Regions from separate parts of the Rattus norvegicus genome. Here regions 2 and 3 are each linked to region 1. The links are chromatin contacts, called in public Hi-C maps. All regions are on one chromosome and are shown on one strand. Each heading gives the region's core, a stretch centred on a gene start, on an enhancer-like site or on the middle of the called end of the contact. The rest is flanking DNA. Distances are from core to core; before and after follow the strand shown. Region 1 has its middle 8.5 kb from the start of Nyx. Region 2 overlaps LOC102547042 (a long non-coding RNA gene). Region 3 holds the start of Ddx3x (DEAD-box helicase 3, X-linked).

Evidence for each region. A called contact is a pair of places that touch in the nucleus more often than the background predicts.
Region 2: a contact with region 1 is called in a Hi-C map of Schwann cells, with 6 times the contacts expected there. The contact joins two enhancer-like sites. A contact is called at or near these places in 6 of 12 Hi-C or Micro-C datasets (Schwann cells, hepatocytes, kidney and 1 more) and 1 of 1 datasets of contacts at active chromatin or transcription factors (oligodendrocytes).
Region 3: a Hi-C map of liver shows a contact between it and region 1, with 4 times the contacts expected there. The contact joins the promoter of Ddx3x here to the enhancer-like site in region 1. A contact is called at or near these places in 9 of 12 Hi-C or Micro-C datasets (the A7r5 cell line, the Rat2 cell line, frontal cortex and 5 more) and 1 of 1 datasets of contacts at active chromatin or transcription factors (oligodendrocytes).

What each region holds. Positions count from the first base shown.
Region 1 is chrX:11,980,957-11,985,453 of GRCr8, forward strand. No RefSeq gene overlaps it. Among named protein-coding and RNA genes, the nearest start is that of Nyx, 8.5 kb to the left of the region's middle. Within about 2 kb of position 2,340, at least 66 of the 93 cell types and tissues checked have an H3K27ac peak or open chromatin away from gene starts, as enhancers often do. A contact at or near this core is called in the A7r5 cell line, Schwann cells and liver, where this site is marked.
Region 2 is chrX:12,206,262-12,210,758 of GRCr8, forward strand. LOC102547042 (a long non-coding RNA gene) reads left to right here. Exons shown (of 6, transcript XR_010061381.1): 4 at 252-401; 5 at 3,355-3,434; 6 at 3,640-4,216. Among named protein-coding and RNA genes, the nearest start is that of Ddx3x, 43 kb to the left of the region's middle. Within about 2 kb of position 2,605, at least 33 of the 93 cell types and tissues checked have an H3K27ac peak or open chromatin away from gene starts, as enhancers often do. A contact at or near this core is called in Schwann cells, where this site is marked.
Region 3 is chrX:12,163,765-12,168,261 of GRCr8, forward strand. Ddx3x (DEAD-box helicase 3, X-linked) reads right to left here and starts at 2,219. Exons shown (of 17, transcript NM_001398752.1): 1 at 2,083-2,219. The coding sequence starts at 2,127.

The DNA of each region.
Region 1 (4,497 bases), core at 1,090-3,589:
AAACATTTACTGATCTGGCCTTAAACTTATCAGGTCCTACTGATGAAAGAAAAAAAAGTCCACCAGGCCTTTATTTTAGATGGTCAGGCCATTATCTCAATTCAAGAAGGTGAGGAAAAAGGCAGCCATCTTGAGAAGAGGAAGCTGGCCATCTTAGAAGTTTGTTGTCTTATTTTCTAGTCATGGCCCTTATCCTTCTCTGTCTGACTTCCAAGGAATGTGTCTAACTCTCTCTCTCTCTCTCTCTCTCTCTCTCTCTCTCTCACACACACACACACACACACACACACACGCAGAGGGAGGATAGGACATATTTCATTCGATGGTTTGTTAGATTTATAACTTTCAAATATTTAAAACATTCAAACATTTAGACACATGGTATATGACTCTCCCTGTGTACTCTTAACCCCAGATCCCACAAATATCAGAGGCTAGCCTGTTTGCTATATAGGTGGAGGTGTCCAAATGTTAGCCTGAAGTGAAGCCTGTGTGGAGGAACTAGAGTAAAAGAACTGGGGTAAAGATTGACCCTTATCCTGCCCTTTTCTCTCACTTTCTGGTCTCAGACAGACAGACACCCTGAGGTTCTGTGCCTCATAGTCTAACTCAGACCCTAGATTCCTCATGTAAGGATACTAAGGCCCAGAAAGGGCAAGAGACCTGCTGCTCAAGATGGCAAGTGTTGACAGAAAGTGACTCTGCCTTAAAGGAAGTAAGAAAAGAGTTTATTCTGAGTCATATAACCTGGGAGCCTTGAATATTATGTTCCATAGTGGAAGAGATGACATGAACTGTAGAGTTACAGAAGAATGTAAAGTTGTAAATCAATAAACTTTCATTCGATTACATTGGTAGGAGCATCCTGTAGACTGGCAACGGCCAGGCCACAAAGCAGCTATGTGTTATCTCCCAGAGTTCTTTGTTTTAGGGAATGTGGAGGCCAAAGGTCTGCTAAGTTCTGTGATACAGTGGTGACGCTTCTCTGATAATTACAAGAACATTGGGCTAGGGACCTGTAAAATGGCTCAGCTATTAAGGGTGCTTGCTGCCAAGCCTGACAACCTGAGCTGGATCCTCCCCCAGACCCACACGGTGGAGGGAGAGAATAGACTCCCGTAAGTTGGTCTTTGATTTCCTCTCATGTGGTGTGGCATGCACACCCACAGACACAAATACACACACTTTTTTTTAATTTGTAAAGAATTTAGGTCAGGGCTTCGAAGATAGCTTAGTCAGTAAATCTGAGTTGGATCCTCAGAAACCACATTTTAAAAAAACAACAACGTGGTAACAGAAACAGACAGATCTCTGGAGCCCACTAGCCAGCCAGCCCAGCATACTTAGTAAGCTTCAGACAAATCTCAAAATAAATCAAGTAGACGTCTCCTGAGGGCACCCAAGGTTGTTGTCTTCTGGATTTCACATGCACACACACACACACACACACACACACGCACACACACACCCCACACACAGACCACACAAACCACACACACACACACACACACACACACCACACACCAAACACATCACACACACACACCTAACACACACACCACACACGCACATACCACACACACACACACACAACACACACACGCAACACGCAACACGCACACGCACACATGTTAGATCAGATATAAAAGTTAAAGTCAATGGTTATTAAAGTTTCTAAAATAAGGCAATTTTGACTCCCCTCTTTTCACAAAATTCCACCACCAAATTGTTCTAGTCAGACAAAACTTCAGAAAATGTCAGTTCACAGTGCTGAAGGCGGAGCAAAGACTTGGACGCTTAGGTCGTGCTTGGTTTTTGGTTTTGCTTTTGTTGTTTTTTGTTTTCTCCTGAGACTCCAGTAAGAAGACAAAGAGTCGCCCTCACTGCCTATGTGAGATCAGGATGAGGCAAACCATCCATTCTAGTCTTTGTGACGCACCCCCTAAACTACCTTAGCGAAACCATCCTTCTGTTGAAAACCCCTAGCTCCTTCTGGGGCTAGGCAAATCGACCTGCATCAACAGCCTTAGCTCTGGACTGAAGGAGGGGAAGCGACATACTCTGCTGACTCTCAGAATGACGTCATCCCCAGGGCAGGCCCAGACGACGTAGCGATACAGGCTCTTACAGGCTTTCGGGCCCTGGGCACAAAGCCGCCTTGGCGGTTCTAGAGAGGCAGCTAGAATCCCTATTATGAACGTTTAAGTCCCTATTCCTTCTCAGTTCTCTGGACTTCGAAAACTAGTTCAGCTCGCTAGCCCGGGTTAACAACCACTCGTGACGCACCAGGGGACTTTTTCCACCTCAAGGTCACGTCCTTGCGAAACCTGGGCAGACTCTGCCCGTAACTGATGCTGCAGCCCCGCCCGCTCCCAGCGTCTGAAGGGGCAGGGCATCAGAGCATTGGGCCCCGCCTTCCCAGGCTTGTCCATCAGAGGGCGCTGAAGCTCCGGCGCTGGACCAGTGCCACCGCAGCCCGCCTTATCGCCCCCCGCCCGGAGGCAGGCTCCAGCATGGCGGCGCGGGGGCGGCTGCCTGCTCCGGAAAGGCCCGGGGCACGCCTGAGCCGGAAACCTTAGTCACGCACCTGAAGCCGCTGGAAGGCTGACTGCCCTGGCCAAAGCCCAGCCTGCATAAGGTCCCTCTGGAGAGGGTCATTCAGTGACCTACTCATCTGACGGGCCCTGGAGTCAGGAGGGTGGCTTATAAGCAAGCCATTTTGACACAGCACATGATTCATTCCTTCAGCCATCCTTCTCAACAGACTCGCTGCCCCTCTACTCCAAAATGCACTTTCTAGGAGCTGCTTGTGAAATCGCTCTGTGTGGCCTCCAAAATAGAGCTGTAGGTCCATCAGTCTTGCCCAAGGAAAAGACCCAAAACTCCATGCATCAGGGCACTGCCAAGTATCAAATCAATATCGCAGTCTCAAATAGGCCTCTGAAAAAAAGTGATTGATGGCGCTGACACATGCTAAGAGGTGAAAGAGGTCCTGGGCCAAGTTTCCTAAGCCACCAGCAGCATGGCCAGACAACAGATAAAAGCAGTAGTTATGGACCTAAGGAGCCAGATGCTTTAGAATAAAATGTTGGCGGAAAGAAGCATTGTTTAAACCTGTGACCAGAAGGGCTAGGATAAGAGGAATAAGGGCTAGGATAAGGACAGAGTCCCAGGACTGAAGGGTTAGTTCAGTCCATAGCAGACTTGCTGCTTTTTGACTAGTCTGTTCTGGAAGCTGAAAGGGAGGTGACCTTCATGGAGCCTTCGGTACACGGGAAAATAATGCAGTGCAGCGGTTTTGTCTTTTTCTTTGTTGATTTAGCTGGAAGCTGTCAGTTAAAATAATCTCGTCTGATCTCTCCCTCCATCCCCTGGCCTGGAACTTAATTTAGAGCATTTCAAAGCTCTCTTATCACAGGTATTCAGGGCAGGCAAGAGATCCTGGAACATCTGATTTCAGAAGACAAGCCATCAAAGATACTTGAGTCTGTGGAATGTTGAGCCGCCATGTAATGGAGTCTCTGCTGATGCCCTGTCAGAAGAACAAATGCTTGTGGGCCTCCCTGCTGCTCTCAGATCATCACCTTTGCCACTTAGAAAATTAGTGTTTGACAGAGATATCAGAGTCTAGAGCTGGAAGCTGACCCGAAAAGAAAAGATACAAAGGTTTCTACTTCCCATTTGTCAAAGGAATGGATCTAGGAACAAAGAAGTCTGTCAGGCCTGAGATGGAATGGGATCTTCCACCCCACAAAACCCCGAGACACTTTTCTATTTGAAAAAAAAAATGGAAGGGCTTTAAAACATTATTTAAAAAAAAACAAAAAACCCCAAGCAAACAAACAAACAAACAAAAAACCCTTATTTTCCTCACCCAGGACTTGAATTTAAAACTTTGTTAGGCTTGAGAGCCACCTTCCCTGGATACGTGTGGCTACCATCCCTCGTGAAAGAAGCCTCTCCTGACAGCAAATGGAGGCTACCACAGAAAACCACAACTGGATACAATACAGGAGAGCCCAATACAGAGATCATGGGGAGCCCAGTCCCAACGGATACACCTACATCACAGCTCCTCCATCTATGGCTCAAGGACCATCAAGGAAGAGAGGACAATAAGATCTTGATAGGCAGAATACCAGGAAGTCTGCTGTGAAACAGTCACTCCAGAAATGACTGCATAAACACATCAGAACAATGGTAATGTCACGGACATGTTCTCAGGGAAGGGGAAAACCCACCGAACCCCATCCCTAGGCAAAGAGTTATAGGCACCTAATGACTGCAGGAAGGAGAATTAGCCTCTCCCAGGGATGAGCACCTTTCTTGTTTGTCTAATGCAGTGGTCAGCCTTGAAACTACATATACACCACCAACAAAAACAGACTCAGCAGGTTGTAAATATGTGTGTGTCCATATTTCACATTCACATGCATGCACATACACAATAAGTGACAATAAACAAAAATGTGGTATCTACTTGGGAGTACAAGAGGA
Region 2 (4,497 bases), core at 1,355-3,854, 230 kb after region 1:
CAGTGAACTAGACTATGGGGGGAGGGCAGCAATGGGGGGAGGGTTGGGAGGGGAACACCCATAAGGAAGGGGAGGGAGGAGGGGGATGTTTGCCCGGAAACTGGGAAAGGGAATAACAATCGAAATGTAAATAAGAAATACCCAAGTTAATAAAGATGAAAAAAAAAAAAAAAAAAAAAAAAGAAGGCTCTGGCAAGAGCAACTCTCTTCCTCCAGCCACCACTGAAGTCTTTCAGCTTCTTTCACTGCAGGGCAGGTGTGAAACCCAGTCTGTGAACAACCCTTGAGGTCCTCATCTTGGCTTTGCTGGCATCCAGCTCTTGCAGCTGCTCATCCAGTTCCATGAACATCTCACGCTCCAGATCCTCCCGACCTAACTAAGCGCTCTGCCCCCTCTCCAGGTGAGTGAGAGGTTGATACTGTCTGTACTGCTGGGGTGAGAGGCCAGGATGGCTGGCTCTGGAAGCAGTTTTCTTCAGCAAGTCCACTTCTCTACCACCCTGACACTGGCTTCCTCACTTTTCTCCTTTGTCACCTGAGGTTCTGTGACAGTATCTCCATCTTCTTCATGTCCCTTTCGGGACCACTCATCTCCAGACCTTTCTCATCTCAAACTGACACTGTCTCCACCATTTCCAATTCCTTTCTCCTCCATGACAACACTGTTCTCCATTCTGTCTTTATAAAACTGTCTATGTGAGGAGCCTCACTTAAGTCAATATTTTTCTTCAGTATATATTCATGCTATGGCAAACATGACTTTCCTTCCTTTTTTAAGGTTGGATAAAGTGGGGTGTAGTGGTGCACAGCTTTAATCCCAGCACTCGGGAGGCAGAGGCCAGCCTAGTCTACAGAGTGAGTTCCAGGACAGCCAGGGCTACACACACACACACACACACACACACACACACACACACACGAAACCCCTATCTCAAAAAACTACTACTACTACTACTACTACTACTACTACTACTAATAATAATAATAATAATAATAATAATAATAATAATAATAATAAAGTATTTAAAGACTGGAAATGTTTTTCAGTTGGTAGGGCATGTGGTCCACACCTGTAAAGCTAACACTTGGAAGCTGGGGGCAGGACAATCAGCAGTTCAAGATTAGCCTCCAGCTACATAATGACTTTGAGACTAGCATGGGTTACAAAAGACCCTATTCAAAAGGAAAAAAAAGCTAGACAGTTAGGCAGGTAAGGTAATACTAGCTACTCAGGACTCTGAGAAAGAAGAATGGGTGAATTGGAAATTCAAGAAATGTCTGGGTTATACGACAAGTTAAAAGCCAACCTATGTAACTTAGAAAGACAGAAAAGAATGGGGACAGGGGTGTGTGGTTCAGTGGTTGAGCACTTCCCTAGCATGCATATAAGAAACTGGGTTTGATCCCCCATACCACATACACAAAGACTAAAATGGAAATTTTCACATTTTAATAGTTTAAACAGTTGATAAAAGTTAAAAAAAATTAATATGTGTATTTTACCACAATAAGACACAACATTTAGGGTCATGACTAGAGTGGAGTGGCTAGTTCCTTGCTTAGCATGTGTGAGGCTAAGTTCAATTCCAACACAGGTACACAAACAAAGGGAAGTTTTAAACACTAGTTGTGGGCTGGAGAGAAGGCTCAGCGGTTAAGAGCACTGGCTGCTCTCCCAGAGGTCCTGAGTTCAATTCTCAGCAACCACATGGTGGCTCACAACCATCTGTAATGGGATCTGATGCCCTCTTCTGGTGTGTCTGAAGACAGCTACAGTGTACTTACATACATAAAATAAATAAATTTAAAAAAGACTTCCTTTAAACACTTGTTGTTTTTATTGAGAATATATTTACATATCCTGACAAATACATACTAGAGTGGGCTATGGTCATTTCCAGGTGGTAGAGGCAGAGAGAATAGTCTGTATTGGACATTTCCACCTTCGCAGACTGTATGATAATGAGCATGTAATCTTGTAATCATAAAATGATTAGAGATGGAAAAAAATCAGGCAGAGGGGGTACCAGGCAATGGATTAGCATGAGAAGTCATTGGGCTCTCCCTGTTCTGCAGGGTTTTCCTTCCTTATAGGAGAGATTTGCTTTCCCATTTGTCCTCTTGAGGACAGCCAGGGGTGAATGGGGAGCAGAGGGAAGGGTAGGGTTCTGGGGATGCTGAGTCCGAGGAGCCAATAGCAATTTTCTTTATTCGACCAAAGAGAACTTGGGGCTAGCAGACACTGGAGCAGGAATACCCAGTCTCCACTCTTCCTAACCCCCAACACCACCGCTACAGGCTGAAGGAGACTTGAAGCGGCTGAGGGCATTACAGCTAAGACTCACACAAACAGGGGCCCTGAGACACAGGCACCTGACTGGAAGGTGGCACCGTGGCCTCTCCACCCTATTATTGAGGACCCATCTAGACAGTCGATGTGTCTGCTGGGAAAAGCCAGCATGATGCAGGGGCTGAGAGGGAACTGGCATCGGAAATGTTTGTTCCTCTGCTTTGCTCCCAGGTTGCTAGGGTAAGATCCACAAACAATGCCTGGCTTCTGTACTTCATTACTGATTAATGAGAGCCAGCTTTATGCTTGACAATGGTTGGACAGGACCCAGGCAGCTTCCCTGTTTCTCCTAACAGAGGCCTCAAAGCTCTGCTGTACCCACACACAAAGTGCTTAATTGGGGCCTTTTCCTCTCCTGTGGCCTGGTGAATTGGCCTGGCCTTGTCACTCAGCTATCTCAAGTCATGAGTGTGTCCACCAAGTGTAGGTCCTTCCTGAAGCTGACATCTAAGTGGCAGTGTGCTTGTTGAGATCAGACTTCTGAGTCTGTCTCACTTTCTCCATTTCTTAGGCCTTTCTGTTGTTTGGTTTGGTTTCACTTTTCTGGTTTTGTTGTTTCATGTTTTGTTTTGTTTTATTTGTTCTATTTTGTTTTGGTTGCTTGGTTTTGTATGCTGTTGTTATTGTTTGTTTGTTTGTTTGTTTATTGAGACAGTTTCTCTGTGTAGTAGGCCTAGCTGGCTGTCCTGGACTTGCTTTGTAGGTCCCCCTGCCTCTGCTTCCCCCTCCCAAGTGCTAGGACTAAAGGCACCTGGCCTTTGACATTTGTTTGTGGGCTTTTTGTTGGTTTAGTTTATTGAAACAGGGTTTTATATGATGGTTCTGCTTCTACCTCTTGAATTCTAGGATTAAAAGTGTGCACTATTTCACCCAGTTTATGAGATACTAGGTCCCCAGGGTCTCTTTGTATCCTCCTCAACACCCTACTAACCCTAATGCACTCTGAGCCCCCTTAGGTCTTCCTAGATTTCCCTGATCTCTCATGTGTTCTCTCTCTCCCGCAGATGAGTCATCTTCAAAGACTGTGATCCATATTGGCTGTTCCTGAAAAACTCTTTGGCTGAGTGCTTTCCACATAGCTCAGGTTGGTCTCAAAGTCATGGCTATCCTCCTGCCTCAGATCCTCCAGTGACTGGATTACAGGCATGTGCCACATGGCACAACTTGGCCTGTTGTTTTGTTTTGTTTTGTTTTTGGTACTGGGGATTGAACCCAGACCTTTTTTGCACATGCTAGCCAAGCAATCTATTCTTTTCTTTTTTATGGATGTGTGTGGTTACCTACGTAAGGATGTGTGTGCAGGAGCGACAGAGGTCAGAAGAGAGCACCACATCCCCTGGAACTGGAGTTACAGGCAGATGCAAGCTGCCATCTTGGTGCTGGAAATAAATATGCAACTTCTATAAGAGCAGTACGTACTCTTAATGGCTGAGCTCTCTTGAGTCCCCTGCTTGGATTTTTTAAAAACTAATTTTATTAGAGAATACATTACTTCCTTTCAGACCTATGAGGATATGCCTTTTGCAAAGCATTTCCTTTATCCCTCTCCAGAAGAGAAAAGGAAACAGAAGTGGGGGCTGATACAGAACTCCAACTCCTATTAATGGATGCAAAGTACCCAGGATGTCATAAAATGAGCCCAGTCTTCGGCCATAAACAAAAGGCAGTCTTGTGTGTTGGCTGCTGCATTGCCCTGTCAGCCTACAGAAGGAAAAGGAAGGCTGGCCGTTCCGCAGGACACAGCACTAAAAGCACCCTGGTTCAAGATGAGTGGGAAGCCATCCCAGTAAACACATCATGAATTTAAAACAAAACAGCATTACTTCAAATGAGATAATTTTTAAATATATATTTTGATGAATTTGAGAGGTTTGTGGAGGTGGTGATTTGGTTTTAATTTTGATATGGAGCCTGAGTGTCAGAACATCAACCTAAAAACAAGGGCAAGGTCCTTTACACTGAACCTAAAAACAAGGGCAGGTTCCTTTCTATAGGCCGCAATACACTCCAACTAAAGGATCATGAAAGATCAAATGACTTCTGTGTGTGTGTGTGTGTGTGTGTGTGTGTGTGTGTGTGTGTGTGTGTGTGTGTAGGTGTGGTGTTAGGAATAGAACTCTGGACTCACGCATGTTAGACAAGTGTTC
Region 3 (4,497 bases), core at 969-3,468, 180 kb after region 1:
CTTAAAAATTTATTTATGTGTGTGCCTGCTCACGCGCCCTCACACAAGCTCTCGCTGTGTGTGTGTGTGTGTGTGCGTGCGTGCGCGCGCGCGCGCGATGGTTCTCACTATGTAGTCTTGTCTGGCCTCAAACTCATCCAAGACCAACCAAGCTGATCAAAAATTCAGGTAGCTGCAGTCACCTCGCTTTATGGCGGATGCCTTTACACACTGAGCACTATTGTCAATATGGCTTATCTACTTAGGAGTATAAAGCACAAATGAAAAGGGGACCCCTCTCAAAAAAAGAAAAAACAGGAAAGATGAACTTATTACATTTTAAGGAAATGCTACTCTATAAATCTGTGCTTAAAGCTCCACAATCGCTGCGGTCCCCGAAAACAGAAAGCAGATCTAACCTCTTCGCCACTAGCTATTAATGTTGCCATGTTTGACACAATAGCTGCCATTTAAAGCTGCACTTCTTATAATCCGAATTTGGGTTTTTTTTTTTAATGAGCGCTGGTAGTTTGCCTGCATGTATGTCTGTATGAGGGTGTCTGATCCCCTGGAACTGGAGTTACAGTGGAGTAGTCAGTCGTGAGCTGCCACGTGGTTGCTGGGAATTGAACCCAGTTCTTTGGAAGAGTAATCAGTGCTCTTATCCGCTGAGCAATCTCTCTAGCCCGCCGAGTTTTGTTTTCCAGTTGTTTTTCTGTTTGGCAACACTAAGAAGCAACAAAGTTGCCAAATGCACTGTTGGTATTTGTTACAAACTTAAAAGTTCAACTACCCCGAATTTCTAAGCTTTCGGAGTCAATCCATTTATGAAAGGCTCTTGGAAATTTAACTTCCAATATAATTCAACAATATCGTATCATTTGGTATAAATTAAGATCATTTAGATGAAAATGTAGCAGTGCCCTTTTAAGTTACAATGTTACAACATGGAATACTGTTGCGGGTCATTGAGGGGGAGGCCTGGCAGAAGACAACAGATCCTCATCTCCTCCTCACCTTGTAAACCTAGAAATGGAGTCTCGATTAAGGAATCAAAAACCAGGCCTGATCAATCTCCCAATTTTACTTCAACGGCAGCAACAAGTTATCTGTTGCCATATTCTGGGCATTTTGCCTCTAGACGATGCCAGAGTGGGGCGTCCCTCACAAGGCGCGTGGTCCTTCCTGGCGCCCAGGTAAAGGGCGGGTGTGCCGGGCTCGGGACCTCGGGCTGTTTCCTGGAGCCTCCTGGAGCCTAAGGCTGAGCAAGGGCCGCGCCGGGTGGCTCGCGTCACAGCCAAGCCCGGCGCTAGTGCGCACGCAGCAGCCCCGGCCTCCCTCCCCCCCCTCCCCCCGCCCGATCCGCCCTGAAATTTCTGCGTCACAAAACTTTCCACTCGGGAACCTCGGCCTCCCCTGCCGCAACACACCGGGCCCGCGGTGCCGAAGAAACCCGGCTGGCTTGCATAGGAGCCCGCTGGCCGGCAGGCCCGGGGGGATGGGGTGGGGGGGCGACCGCGCGGCACAGCTAGCCTGCGCCACACAAAGGAGGCCGCCGCCATTAGCCCGCGCTGAGGCCAGCCCCCATCCCGTGGCGCCCCCTCCCACATTCCAGCGCCGCGCGGCCACTCGGCTAGCCCGCGCGCCGCCGCTCACTCCCGGATTTAAAAAGCACAGCCACTGGAGCCATGGAGGCCCCAAGCCCCTGAAATCCGAGGCTAAAACCATCCATCCCGGCCCGCGCGCCGCCACGCGGGGCAATCTATCTACAACGCCCCCCCACCGCCGGTCACTAATCAACTAGGGTGCGCGCGCGTGCGCCCGAATGCGCGCGCCCCCTCCCCCTCGGCTCGCCTGCGCACAGACACAAAAGCCGCCATTGTGCTCGGGCCAGGGACAATACCGCGAACCGAGCCGAGCTGGAGGACCAACAGGCTCTAGCACTCCCCCTAAGCATCCTGTCCCTCCAGAACCCCTAGATACTGGCACCCGCCGGCCCGAGCCAACCGGGGAACCGGGAAGGAAAAAGCAGAACTTAAAGAGCTGCGCCACAAGGCAGGTTAGGCTAGGGGAGAAATTGATGCAGCGACCACTGCAGCTCACCTGCTGGTCCAGCCCGAGCGCATTTTCCACTGCCACATGACTCATCCCTGAAGAGTACCGAAAATTCGGAGTCTTCCGCTGCTGAGCAAGTGCTGGCTTTACCGCAAAGACCCTCTCACGGGAGAACTGCGGCTTTGAAGCGCACCGCGCGGCCACCGATCTTATATACCAACTCGGAGGACTGCTACGTCAGCACGTAAGACGTGTGCCCTCCTCTCCCAGGCGGCAGTCCCCTGCCGTTAGGATTTCTGCCTGCTTACGGTGCGTTGCTCGTCCTAGTCCCGTGAGATTTCCTAGTCAGTCCAGTTACCCACGTCGTTGTCTGCACATAGACAACTCCGCGTTATATGTGGTTCTGGTTCTCTTGGGTTTGTTTGTCCCCTGTTCTCCGCCAGTACCCGAGTCTTAGTGTTTTCTCGAGATCTCGCGAGAAGCATTTCCGTCTGTCCTCTAGCAATAAGGTCCTAGGATTTAAATTGGGCTTATTTGCTGCTGCTTCCCCTGTGCACCCAGTTTTCATCTTTCTAGCACTATTCCTTTTCTCTCCTTCCCCGGGCATGTAGTTGGCTTTGTCTGGCCTGATGAGCCCTGGCTTTCCGTGGAGGGCAGCGGGATCACGTGACCGTGGGTGTCCAGCAAGGTGGCCATTTTGTGAAAAGGGAAACTCGCTTGACTAGTGCTGGGAATGGGAGGGAGGGACGAGAAAACTGCGCGGGGGGGGTCGAGGGGGAGAAAGGGGGAAGGGAGCTAGAACGGGGAAGGAGAAAAGTGGAAGGCTGGATGGTGGCCTGTGTCCACTTGAGCAGGGACTGTAGGGGATGTGCTGGTCGCTGGAGACTTCAGATCGCCGTTGCCTAGGTAGCGGACACGACACCCCCACACCCCCACTATGAAGGAATAATAAGACTATCTCCCGCGGATCTAGAGCCGGCAATCTAGGACCCTCCGGGGACCCTGGGCCTCCGCTGGTGTGTGAGTCATTGCAGGCCCCTGTGTCCTTCCGCGCAGTGTTTCTGACACCAGGCCGGTGGCTGCTGGCACAGCAAGGGACCCCGAATGTTTCTAGCAACTCTCCTAGGACCCCCGGGAGGCGAAGATGTGTGACTGGACACAACCTGTATCTCTGCTAGGACAGGGTTACCTGGCCGAGGTGACATGCCTCAAGCCTCTACACTAGACAGGGAATATGAAGGGAAAAGGATCTGTCATTAAAGGGGCCCATTCTGGTGGTCCCTGCTTCTAGGCGGACCACCCCAAGTGTCAGCTTCAAAAACACATACCCTTAAATAACAAAACCCAAAAGAATATATTGAGTCCTCGGCTTTTAGGCATTGGCAACACACACGTTACCTAAAAGGTACTACTCCTTTTTGACCCTCAGTTTCACAAATAAAACGCCGGACTCTCCACCCCACCGGCCACTCCAAGGGGCCTTCTGCTGCCAGAATTCAAACAATTAGCTCTCATCACGTACTTTACAATACAGCTCTTCCACTTTTCCAGTTTGTAAAATTGAAACCCAACTTTTAAAGAGATACGGAAATAATAAAACAGTCCCCGGGCAAGCTGCTTTTCGGCTTTTGTTCTCAACTTTTCTCATCTATAAAAGCGACCATTAACCTACAAAACCCTGTTGTTGCTTTTAATAGTCATTTGTGGAACAATTGGTTGTTGCTTTTCTTCTCGTTGAGGCTACATTGGCCATATTTTACTTAAAACAAATAAATATATTGTTTTGTTTCTTAATAAACCAAAAGTTTATTGGGTTTACTTAGAGGAACTGTTAACTTTTTTAACAGCCTTTTAAAACATACTAAAGTAACAAGTCAGAGATAACGCAGCCGTTTGTTACAGTTTCAAGAATCAGGAAGCTATAATAAGTATTTTTAACACTCTGTGCAACCATACTAAAATAACAAATCATAGATAATACAACTAATTTTTTTTCAGTTTCAAAAGCATGGCTAACTGTAATACCCAAACCAATGCATGTAATAAAACAATGTAATTAAAGCTGGGTGTGGTAGGTCACCCCTTTAATTCCAGCACTGGGAGACAGGCTAGTGGATCTCTGAGTTTGAGGCCGGCATGGTCTAAAATGGGAGGTCCAGTACAGTCAGAGCTGAGGAACAGACAGAGACACAGAGGCAGACAGAGGGAGAATGCAAGCTGAGCACCAGCCTTCAGAAAAACCCTGTTTTGGGGGAAAACCAAATCAAACGAAAAAGCAGTGTAATTAAAAGTTACATACTGGGCTGGAGAGATGGCTCAGCGGTTAAGAGCACTGACTGCTCTTCCAATGGTCCTGAGTTCAAATCCTAGCAACCACGTAGTGGCTCACAACCATATGTAATAGGATCTGATGCCTGCTTCTGGTGTGTCTGAAGACAGCTATAGTGTACCCATATACATTAA